Linked DNA regions of Mus musculus: region 1 is linked to region 2. A link is a contact called in public HiChIP or PLAC-seq data. All regions are on one chromosome and are shown on one strand. Each heading gives the region's core, a stretch centred on a gene start, on an enhancer-like site or on the middle of the called end of the contact. The rest is flanking DNA. Distances are from core to core; before and after follow the strand shown.

Region 1 (5,917 bases), core at 837-3,336, 140 kb after region 2:
GATAATATCTGTACCCTAACCATGCTGTAAATGGAGCGAGGTCATCTGTCTCTTTGAATCCTTCATCTTTGTTTAAACTGTGAGCTTATGCGCTGTAGTTGGGAGATGTGAACATTGTTCTATGGCTTTGAACTTCAGTCATGATGTCCCCAATCCACCACATGTCACTGCTTGCTTGGCAGGGATGATGTGACCCTGGTTGTAGAGGCTAGAACTTTAAAAACAAAATAAAAACAAACAAAATTGTGTCGACAGAGCAATTCTCGTGTTTAAAGCTGATGGATGCTTTAAAGAGTTCTGCTTCGAGGTGTGTCTGAGGACTGAGCGAGGGTGAGGATTCTGCCTAAAGGAAATGTTTTTGTGAGCCACTTTAGGCATCAGTGCAATTCACACCTGAGACAAGCCTCACAGCCCTGTAGCCAAAGGGGAGCCTACCTCTGATGTCCGTGATCGCTCTCTTCATTAGCTTCATGATGCTTTGGAGATCCTAGCTTCAGACAGAAAGTGACAGTGAACACTTAGAGTGCATGCGCAGAGGGGGAAAGTGGGTACTGAAGGGAAAACACTTAACGTCAGGTAGGAGGAGGACTGTGGCCAACCGTCTGTCACCCTTTGAGCTTTGGTGGTTCTGTCTGTTGATGCCTTCCTGTGTGTGATCAACTAGACTTTCATTGCCTTGCGATCAAGTAGTTAGGGACTGCTACTGTCAGGGAAATGATGTTTATATCTGCATTGTGGAATCAGGACTGGTTAACTGTATTGAATACCTGGAAAGTAGCTAATGGTATAGATGGACTGAATATTTAATTTTTGAAGTGTGTAGAGACTAGGGATATGGCTCAGTGTGTAAAGTGCTTGATGTGCAAGTGTGAGAGGCTCAGACACAAGCATGAAAGACGAGTTTGGCCTCATGGCTGTAACTTCAGCATTGGGGTGTAGACGGCTTCAGCGTTGGGGATCCATGGGCTTGCTGGCACTGACCAGCTGACATGGCCAGTAAGAAACCTGTCTCAAAATATTAGGAGGAGAAATGGCTGAGGAAGGCACGAGCCTATGACTTCTATCCATGGGTAGGCACAACACACACCAAGACTGGAGTTGCAGAATAACATTAATCTATATAAGTGTCTGAAGAAGTGCCAAACTGTTTTGCCTAGTGACTGTACCGTTCTGCATTCCTATCATTCATGCAAAAGGAGTCCAGTTTCTCCACGACAACACTTGCTATTTTCTGTATTTGTTTTTATAATATCCAATTTACTAAACATGAGTGATATCTCATGATTTTGATTTGCATCTCAGCATGGCACATTTTTGTAGACTGTAGCAGCTAGTAAGTGTTTGGAGAGATGTTTACCAAAGGCGTGTGTGTGTGTGTGTGTGTGTGTGTGTGTGTGTGTGTATCACTGATGATCCAGCACAGGCCAGCTTTACATCCAGTAACAAAATGTTGCATTGTGGGAGTTATGTGTTTATTCTAGATAATGGCTCCTGGCCATATAGGTATAGGCTGCCTGTTCAGTCTTTTGTGACTTTTGACCTATAGAAAATTTTGTTTGATGTTCATGTGCTGTTTTTTTTGTTTTGTTTTGTTTTGTTTTTTGGGGTTTTTTGTTTGTTTGTTTTTGTTTGTTTTTTATGCCTGTGCATTGGGTCCATAAATTAAGTAACCGGTTCCATGATATGAAACTTTTTTGGATGTCAGCCCCTTTTACAGTTTTAAGACTCAATCCACTTTAAGTTCATGTTTGTTGTGTAAAGGAAGAGTCCAGTTTCACTGTTTTTCCTGTAAATATACTACTTCCTCGCTAACATTTGCTGAAGACTGTCCTTCCCTTGTTGAGTGGTCCCAGGCTCTATGGTTTCTAGACTTTATTCTATTTGTTTGGTCTACATGCCAATACCATGCTACTTGAACTGTAGCCTTAAAATATATTTTAAAATCAGGAAATGTGAGCGGTTCTTCTCCAGATATTGTGAAGTCCCTGCATGCTGGTCGGCGGGCAGCCGGGTTGACTTGAGCGTTGTGTGTGCACTCAGCAGTGTGGAAAGGGTTCAGAGTAAGGATGGTTGTAGCACTTGCTCCTCATTAACTCACACCAGCATGGAGTCCACAGGGTGCCTTTGTGGGTGTGCTGCGCAGACAAGTGGCTGGATGTAAGGCAACAAAAGAATTGAAAAGAGAAGGACAGAGCCCCAGTTTGGGCTCTCATGGCCTTTGTCTCACTGTCACCTTGATGAGACTGTCAAGGGCATAGGCCCATTCCCCGGGCCCTGACCCAGGAAACCCAAATGGGCAGAGTTAGCCCCAAGTGCCTCACATTGCACTTCTGTCTTTCTCTTTCTGTCTTTCCCACCCAGCTCCTTGATCTTATTTAAGCCACATCAAAATGTTTCTACAACCTACACGTGGTAGCACACACCTTTAACCCCAATACTCTGGAGACAGAGGCAGGTAGACTCAATGAGTTCAAGGCCATCCTGGTCTACACAGTAAGTTCCAGGACAGCCAGAGACCCTGTCTCCAAACACACACACGCACACACACACACACACACACACACACACACACACTCTCTCTCTCTCTCTCTCTCTCTCTCTCTCTCTGAGCCAAGAGATGGGCCAGCCACAGGTAAAGGTACTTGCTGGCAAGCATGATAATCCCAGTTCATCCCGAGCCTGCAGGCTGGAAGGAGAAAACCAACTCTGACGTTCACAAGTTGTCCTTAGACGCAACACAGGCATACACTCACAGAGGAATAAGCAAATAAGGAAATAAATGAATGTGTGTTTTAAAACTTTGTTAAAGGAAGAAGAAAGGACTTACTTTGCTACTTTAGCATCTCCCTTAGGAAGAAAGGTGGTCCCTCCTCCCTAGTTCCAGTCTTCCCGATGCTTGTCTATCTACCACTGAGGAGGGAACCCATCTAGTAGCTGCGCCTTTTACCACCCAGAGACTGCACCCGTCCTTCAAGGCCCCACCTGCCTTTGAGGAGTCAGTTGGGGCAGAGGGTGGCCTTGCAACTGGGTTGATCCAGACATGGCCCCCACAGCCATGGGAGGATCTTCTTTACCCTCAGTTCTTCTGTGGTAGGAACTCAGCAGAGACAGTGGAGACATCAGAGGTTTCCTCCACTGGTAGCCCAGTCAGCCAGCCCGGAAGGTGGGAGAAGCAGTTTGAGGAACTCAGTAGAGAAGGAGCGGGAGCACTGTGATTGTTCACTGGCAGCCTGGCTGGGTGACATCTACCTGTCCCTGGTTCCTTGTACTGGATTAGCCAGAGGTCCCCGGCTAGCATCCTCCTCGGTCCTCTCTTCTCACCCCGTATCTCCTCCTCCCTCCCTTCCTCAGCCTGAGATTCTTCAAACACGGAGCTTCCTCTTGCTCCCTTCTGTTTTCTCCCCACTCTTGCCTTTTGACTTCAGAACCTTGGAACACATCTCTGGTCTTCTCTTCCTACGTTTGGCCAGATCTCTGGCTGAGCGCTAGGCAGTCATCATGGAGGGCTGGTGTCTCCGCTCACTGTTGGAGCTCTTTCTAGGAACACACGACCTACACTTCCTCACCTGAGCCCCACTTTCCTTGTAGAGTAAGGGGACCCTTATGTAAGGACTTATCTACAAAAGTCACATAAAAGGTGACCGTGTATCTGAAATACCAGACATGTGAGTAAATGATGGAGCGATGGTATATTCCAAAACAGAAGAGAACTGCTAAAGAATAGAAAAGTAGAACATGTGCTTAAAAGTAGTGTGGCTCAGTAGTAGGGCACTTGCCCAGTATGACGCCTGAGGTTTAATCCTCAGTATGGCAAAAAGAAAAATGACAAAATTTAAAACAAAAGGAACATCTGTAGAGATAAGGTAAAGTAATTCCAGGTAATGTTAGACAGAAAGCAAAGGTGCTTTTTAAAAGTTTATACTTTTTTGTTGTTTGTTTATTTTTTTTGAGATTATAATTACATCATTTCCCCCTTTCCTTTACTCCCTTCCAACCATCTCTCAGATCTTCTTTATCCTGCCATCTGTGTTGGCTCAGTTATGTACTGTTCGATTGTTAGCAGACAGGCGCCTTGTCCTGCAGTGGCGTGGATATATGACGTAGTTTAGAAGTTGTCTTAAATTCTTAAAAACACTAAGTGGTCTGTAGTTTGTCGTTGGATATCGTTAATATGAAAATTCTAATTACTGAGTTTCTCTGAACCAGAGCCATAAAAGAGAGCGAGAAAGAGAACACGTTCCCTTCCACGTTTCCCCGGGCGCCCGCAGGACTCTGTCTCCATCTAATCTCAAAGCGAGGTCACCGGCTCCAGCCCGCCTTTGGTGAGTGTGGCGGAGGTGCATGGGAAGGCCCACCATGGAGAATTAGCTTCTGTCCTCACTGCTTGCCTTTGACTTTGGGGACCGCAAGCTGTCTTTTAGCAAAAGGAGAAAGGATCGTTGAGCTGAGTCTCACTAGCCACTCCTTTTCCACATTTATCACAAACAGAAAATCCTCCTATCAGAACGTCTGCTTGGTTTTACATGTGTGGGTGTTCTGGGGTCTGGTAAGATGATCCTGACCTACTCATTGTCTTTGTCTTCTTTGGCCCAGGCTCCCATCCAAGTCCATGCCTCATCTGCCTGGTACTCCCCGGCCTGCATCCTCCTTGCCTCCCGGCTCAGTCAGAGCTGCTTCCGCTCAGGCCCCCTCCTCCTCTCCTGGCAACATCCGGCCTGTCAAGAGAGAAGTGAAAGTGGAGCCTGAGAAGAAAGACCCTTTACCCGCAGTAAAGAGCAGGGTGCCATTAGTGAAGGTAGAGGAGGTCACAGTCGAAGAGGGGACACCCGTGAAGCCACCTGAGCCTGGTAAGAATGGACCAGCTGGTGCTGGGATGTGGGCCGGTGTTCTCTGTGCTCGCCCTGTTCATGAATGGTTTTATTTAACTCCTTTTTCACTCCTGGGTATTGGAAATTCATATTCTCACTCTTTCTTTTCTCCTCCCCTTTCCCCTCTCTCCTCTCTCCTCTCTCTCCTCTTTCTCTCTCTCCCTCCCTCCGCCCCTCCTTCTCTCTTCTCTTTCTCTCTTCCCTCACCACTCTGTACTGTGAGTGCACTGCACTGTGTGGCCAAGGGTGACCTTGAACTTCTTATCCCTTTTGTTTCCTCCTCCCCAGTTGCTCGGATCCCAGGTCATCAGGCCTGGTTTGATGGCGCCTTGACATTAGACTACTTGGGCTCTGAGCATGCCAGGCAAGCACTCCAAGCTGCTTCCCCAGCCTAACCTGTATTTTTGAGAAGATTTTCAAAGGATTTCTAAAAATATTAAACTGATACCTCCAGAATTTTTCAAACTACAAATCCCTGGCCTTACCTCAGATCTACTGGATCAGACTCTGTGCTCAGGGATGAAAGCACTTTCACACTGGATTTGAGGACCACTGGTTTAGCGTAGTGTTACACAGAGATCGGAAGACCTAGCAGTTGTCTTCTGTGAGATCAGTCAGTGTTGTTTGGAGTCACCGAGAACTAGGAATTCAATATTTTCTTGCTGAAAATTATTTTCAATTTGAGGTCTGAGGGTGGGAACCAAGGGCGAGTTACAGTATTGGGATGGAGGAAGAGCCCAGTGTCGGCTTCACTCCAGAGGGAGAGAAGGACCCAAACCAGCAAAATGCTAGGAAAGACTGGGCTAAGCCTGTCGTTCTTGCTGGTAATCCTAGCTATGATGGAGGCTGCAGCACACAGATCTCAAGTTCAAGGCTCGAGATGAGCAACTTGGTGAGACTGCTCTGTGTTAGGGCACTTGCTCAGCATGCATGAGGTTTTAGGTTCAATCCCAAAGGAAAAGGAGAGAGGCAGAGAAAGCTGTGGACTGAGTCAGACTGTAATCTTGAAAAGGAGGGTCTGGGAATGACGTCTCCAGTGCCACCCGTCA
Region 2 (5,712 bases), core at 1,196-3,695:
CCTCATGCTTTCAAGAGAGTGTTCTTACCCACTGAGCCGTCTCCCTGGCCCCAGTTTTTATTGATTACAGTTTAACTTCTTTAAACTGTATCTCACCTTTCACAAATCGCTGACAGTTTAAGGAATAAAGACTAGGGAGAGGGTTCGGTGGACAAGAGCACTTTCTGTGAAAACGAGGAGCAGAGTTCAAATCCAAATCTCTAGCACTCATAAAAAGCTGAGTGTGGCGGGGCAGGCCTAGAACTCCAGCCCAAGGGGAGATGGAAGATCCTTGGAGATCATTGAGAGACCTTGCATTGATGTAATAAGGCAGCGAGTAAGAGAGGAAGATAGCCCAATATCTGCTTGTGGCCTTCACATGTGTGCATAGCTGCATATAACACACACACACACACCCCTGTGCACACAAGGCTAGAGAGGGCTTTTGCAGGAAAGCTGTGAATGCTGAATTTGTGGGAAAGGCTCACTGTCGAATGCTGCCATTGTTCTGAGGCAGGTTTACCCTGCAGAACATGCTGTCTCAGAAAGGAAAGCCCTCGAATGAGCTGACACAGAGGGGCGGGAGTTAGGGCAGAAATGATGATGACTAAGCGGATGTGGTAGCCTGGACGGGAAGCATTTCCCAGGGTAGAGACTGTGCTGTGTAGGACAGCCACACGCGCATCCAGGCAACATGCTGCTGCTGCTGCTGCTTTAAAGACAAAGCTGATGTCAAAAATAAATGCTTGCTCTCCTAGCAGTTCGCTCTCCTGATATTTCCCGGTGTTAGGAAGTTGCCTGTGAATCCTCCCTCTGGCTGTCATTCAGTTTGTGATGAGAAAAACACAAAGAGTGTAATTGTTCTCAGTGTAATTTTCAAATGTTTCTTTAATGACAGCCTTTAGGCCTTTCAATTTAGACTTTTCTCATGAGAACTTAAACAGGGGACCAAGCTCCCAAATCAAGAATATATGTGGAGAAGGTGAGGGTGTGTTTTGAAATTTTTCATGGAATTCTAATGATGGGAATTTTATTGGCCTGGTGGAGAAACTTAATTTTAATAATACAGTTAGAAAATGCAGTATGAACTAGAAATTAGCTTAATAAAAATTCTTGAAGTTTAATGAGGATTAGGTTTTCTTTACAGGCTCAGTGTGCCTTGCTCACATTAAAATAAAATAAAATAAAATAAAATAAAATAAAATAAAAATCACTTTGAAAGAGAGGTCTATTTAAATATGTGAACGTTTCCTTGGTTTGTTTTTTATAACTGATTACCCAGTTGTTGTTAAGGTGGGGTTCCAATGGTGGTGTCTAACCTGGCCCCTTTTACGACAGGGAGTTGACTTTAAAGGCCATGGAAGGGCCAGGCACACCTTTTGATAGATACACACAGCCAGGAGAGAGGTAGCCGGCTGGTACCCAGCTGAGCCTGGCCTAGAGAACCATGGTGTGTGAGTCCGGAAGACAGAAAGCTCCACGGTTCCTTCCATCTTTGCTCTTGCTTGGCTGCTGCTGTTCGTCTTGTGCTGCTCGTCTCTGCTCTATCTTCTTCTCTTTCCATTGTCATTCTCGACTCCCCTGCATCTACTCCCGTGTCCTTGGGTGCACCCCGACCCTGGGTTGTGACCTTTCTGCAGGCAGACTCGGAGATTAAGATTCCATGGCTCCGTGCCCCTCTCTCACCTTAGTGTCCAATTAAAATTCCCAACAGCAGGATTCTCACCGCCTCAACCTATCCCCATCTGGGCACAGCCCAAATGTGCCCTGGCTACCGACCAGCGTGGGCGTACGGCTGTTTCTCCAAAGACTGGTTACTTCTGGCAGCAGTGATGGCTACTAAGGGGAGCCACAGGGTTCAAAGCATGTTGGGGAAGGCCTCTCGGAGCAAAGGTCTTCTGAGAAAAGACTGAGAAGGGGGAGCTCGCGTGGAGTACAGAGTGACTGAGGCCCTGTCGGGTTTTATTTTCAGGGTGCTGAAGAGCCTAAACTAAAGTGGGAACACATCACAACCCTCATCTCGAGCCTCAGAGAGTTTGTGAGGTCCACTGACCGAAAAATCATAGCCACTACACTGTCCAAGCTCAAGCTGGAGCTGGACTTCGACAGCCACGGCATCAGCCAGGTGCAGGTGGTCCTCTTTGGCTTCCAGGATGCGGTAAGTGCACGGGCCGCCATTTCCCCACAAACTCTGCTCAGGGTCGGTTGGTTATAGAAATGGGATACAGTTCAAATTCTGTTCCCTCTCATTTACTCGGTAAACTGCATTCTCTTCGGATGACAGATGTGAGGTATTTATTGAGTTCCCTCAAAGATAAGAGACTCACACAGCTGAACCACCATGGGAAACAGCAAGGCTTACAGACATTCATTCCCAAGACTGGGTTTCTCCTTAGGATCATGTGTGGGCCTCTAAAGCATAGTGCACATTAGTCGTGTTTTGTAATGCTGAACAAGAAGTGCCATCTAGTGGCCACTGAGAGAAATGCACTGTTACACCTGGGAATGCTCAGTGTTGAAATGCTCTCTCTCCCCTCAGCCCCCAAGGCTTTTCTCTGGTTTCCATATAGGACATTCTTAACAAGTTCATTTCGTAAATATCCACTATTTTCCCACCATAAATATAGTTTGGAAAACAGGCAGTTGGTGAGTGGAAACTACTCGTGATCTAATGAGAGATCACTGACAGTCTTATGCAAGACAAACCAGAAGTTATTCTGCAAGTCTGATTCAAAATAGACCTTTGTAAGCCACTGTCAGACACACAAGGTATGGGAGGCAGGAAAAAATATCTGGTGGTGCCTGTATGCAAATATAAAATTGCACTGTGTGGTTTTATTTAAATGTTTAATATTAACTTGTAATGTATTACTCCTGTGTTAGGTAGTTTCTTGACATTTGTATTTGAAACAAGAAACAATCCTCCATTCCAAACTGAATCTTCATCCTTCCACAGTCACTGGTGTTCTGAGTGGAAACGACTTGGTGTTTCTGCTGTGTGAAGAACAGGAACAAGATTCTCCTGACTGGACCGAGGTCCTAGAGAATCCAAGCAGGGCCTGTCACTAATATTAAATGCTAAGGCATGCTTACACTGCAACTATGGCAACCCAGCCATCTACCATCCAGTGCAACGATGTAGCTGATTTGTGCCTGCCCACACATTGGCTTCTGGGCAGGAGGTTGGGGAGAATTCAGAGTGAGAGCTAGTTAGCTGTAATCCTGAGCCTTGGGCCCAGGTCAGACATAGTCATGCAACTCGCTCAACCCAGTTTCACTCCTGGCCTGTCAAGTGCTCTTGTTGGGTAATACGCTGTGTAATGCGGCAGTGAGCAATACGCTGTGTGATGAGGGGATGTGCAGGGGGGCCATGGCTATGAAGGATTCACACTTGAAATACTCCCATGTTCTAAGTGATAGCCTGGTTAGACACATAAGCAGGCAGATCCATTTAAGAAATGGAGGTACTGCAAGCTCACTCTGAAAGAATCCCCTGGAGCAAGTGAGGTCCAAGAAGTAGTTCATTTCCTTGGGAGCAACTGCTATGCGAAAGGCCTCAGGCCGGCTCTCTCCTAAACCGGGTCGTTTGGATGAGGCTGGACCAATGGAAAGACTGAGCTGCTGTCATTCTGACTCTTGGCACGAGTTTGGAGCTCAGCCACCATTTTCCAGCTTCCACCTGGTTCTCTAACCGCAGCCCTGCTTACATAGGTGACATTGTGAACCGGGAAGAGTGACCCAATCCAGATGTTAAGGGAATTCTGTCCAACCTTTAAAAAGGAAATTCTGGCACAGGTTATAAATGTAGATGAGTCCTAGGAATGTCATGCTAAGTCAAACGGGATGGTCTTTAAAAACGACCAGAGAATTCATCCTCTGACTTTGGGGAGGTTCCCGGAGCACAGACCACAGGGATGGACGCAGGTCAGGTGTGCAGCACTGTTGGGTGAGAGCTGAGATCGGACTGAGTCCCGAGTTCCAATTCTATATGAGAAAGAGGCCTAAGGATGGACGGCGAGGACCTTCACACAGTAACATGGGGGTACATAGTGCCTCGGGTGGTTGAAATCACTAATTTTATATTATTAAGACTCATCTGAGCAAATGCAAGTGATTAACATTGGAAGTCTTATATTCTGTGTGCTTCACAGTAGGTTTTTGAAAGAACAGAATGGTAGGGTGTATAACTGTTTAAATGGGTGGGACATTTACCAGTCATAGTAAAAAGTTATCTTTACAACAATCATTTTTTTATGTGACTGGGCTTTCTGGAATATTCTAGCAGATTATTCCCCTATATCAGCATCAGCAACAGTTGCAGGAAAAGAAGAAAAAGATCAGATTTGCCAACATGCACGTTGTGCGTGGATGCTAATTTATACTCTCTTCCCTTGATTTTTCCAAATCGTGGATGTGCTCAGGCTTTGTCTGTGTTACATGGCGGTCAGGACCTGGCAGGGTGAGAATTGTCTATTGAAAACCTCTTGAACTCTCCCTGCTTTTACACTTTCTGCAGCTGTTTTAAGTGCCACAACTGTAGCCTTCCTCTTTCTCTTCCTCTTCCTTATGCATATGCCCATGCATATAAACACATAGACACCTTGCAGGAAGAGAATAATAGTAATAAATAATGTAAAAAATTAACATAGACTAAAGGTCACTGTCTTTCCAGGTCAATAAAGTTCTTCGGAATCATAACATCAAGCCACACTGGATGTTTGCCCTGGACAGCATCATCCGAAAGGCTGTGCAGACTGCAATTACCATTCTGGTTCCAGGTCAGAGCTATTTACTTACTGTGCAAAGATAATTAGTGCTTGTATACTCTGGGTTGGTCTGCCTCTGCCATTTCATTTCTGGTTTTCTTCAGTGTTTTTAAGAGCCCTTGTTGCCTTTAAAAAAATCATTTCTGAGTTGCTATCTTACTTTTCTTTTGCTCTGATAATGCCATGACCAAAGCGACACATAGAAGGAAGGGCTTATGTGGGCTTTCAGCTCCAGAACAGTAGCAGCCCAGCACCACCACCACCGTGCTGGGGAAGCATGCCAGAGGGCAGCCATGACAGTTGAACCCGAAAGCCAAGAGCTCTCATCTTAAATCACAAGCACGAAGCAGAAACAGCAAACTTGAAGTGGCTCAGGTCTTTAAACTCTCAGAGTCTGCTCCCAGTGGCCACGCCTCCAACCTCCACCACACCCCCTAAGCCTTCCCGAATGAGTGTCACCAGTGAAAGACCAGGCACCCAATTACATGAGCTTATGGGGGTTGAGTATTCTCATTTTAATCATCACAATCACCAAATAACGTTCATTCAGTGATCCAGTGTATACAAGTTTACACCGATAACACCGTTCACCATTAGTGAGGAGATTTGCTTTAGGCAGCATGCTAAGACGTGAAGGAAAACTAGAAGCTGTAAGATGTCCCGAATAGCTGTGAATTTCAATGTGTAGATATCTGTGCCCTCGTCACTGTTTTTAACCAGTGAGTGTCAGCTCTTCCCAAAGTCAGCAGAACTCACAGCTCGCCAGTCCATCTCAGACCAACTGGCAATAGACTTCTGGAATAAAGGCCCAGGAACTAGATTTTTTTTAAAAATTTAAAACGTTTTACATTAATCACAAAATTGAGAGGAAAGGCTCGGTTTCTTGTATGTTCTCCGCTCCAACATGCATGTAAGCTGTCCTGGTATGAGCACCACCCCCCTGGACATTTGTTACAGTTGATGAACC

The links. HiChIP or PLAC-seq counts read pairs in DNA pulled down with a chosen protein or histone mark.
Region 1: a contact with region 2 is called in an H3K27ac HiChIP or PLAC-seq map of embryonic stem cells, with 6 read pairs. The contact joins two enhancer-like sites. A contact is called at or near these places in 1 of 484 Hi-C or Micro-C datasets (embryonic stem cells), 2 of 115 datasets of contacts at active chromatin or transcription factors (acute myeloid leukemia and embryonic stem cells) and 2 of 9 other capture datasets (adipose tissue and pancreatic islet).

The regions. Positions count from the first base shown.
Region 1 is chr10:20,262,530-20,268,446 of GRCm38.p6, forward strand. Map7 (microtubule-associated protein 7) reads left to right here. Exons shown (of 18, transcript NM_001358787.1): 9 at 4,207-4,322; 10 at 4,594-4,847. Among named protein-coding and RNA genes, the nearest start is that of Gm48249, 21 kb to the right of the region's middle. Within about 2 kb of position 2,087, at least 6 of the 459 cell types and tissues checked have an H3K27ac peak or open chromatin away from gene starts, as enhancers often do. A contact at or near this core is called in embryonic stem cells, where this site is marked.
Region 2 is chr10:20,123,001-20,128,712 of GRCm38.p6, forward strand. Map3k5 (mitogen-activated protein kinase kinase kinase 5) reads left to right here. Exons shown (of 30, transcript NM_008580.4): 24 at 1,952-2,137; 25 at 4,652-4,757. Among named protein-coding and RNA genes, the nearest start is that of Map7, 45 kb to the right of the region's middle. Within about 2 kb of position 2,446, at least 27 of the 459 cell types and tissues checked have an H3K27ac peak or open chromatin away from gene starts, as enhancers often do. A contact at or near this core is called in embryonic stem cells, where this site is marked.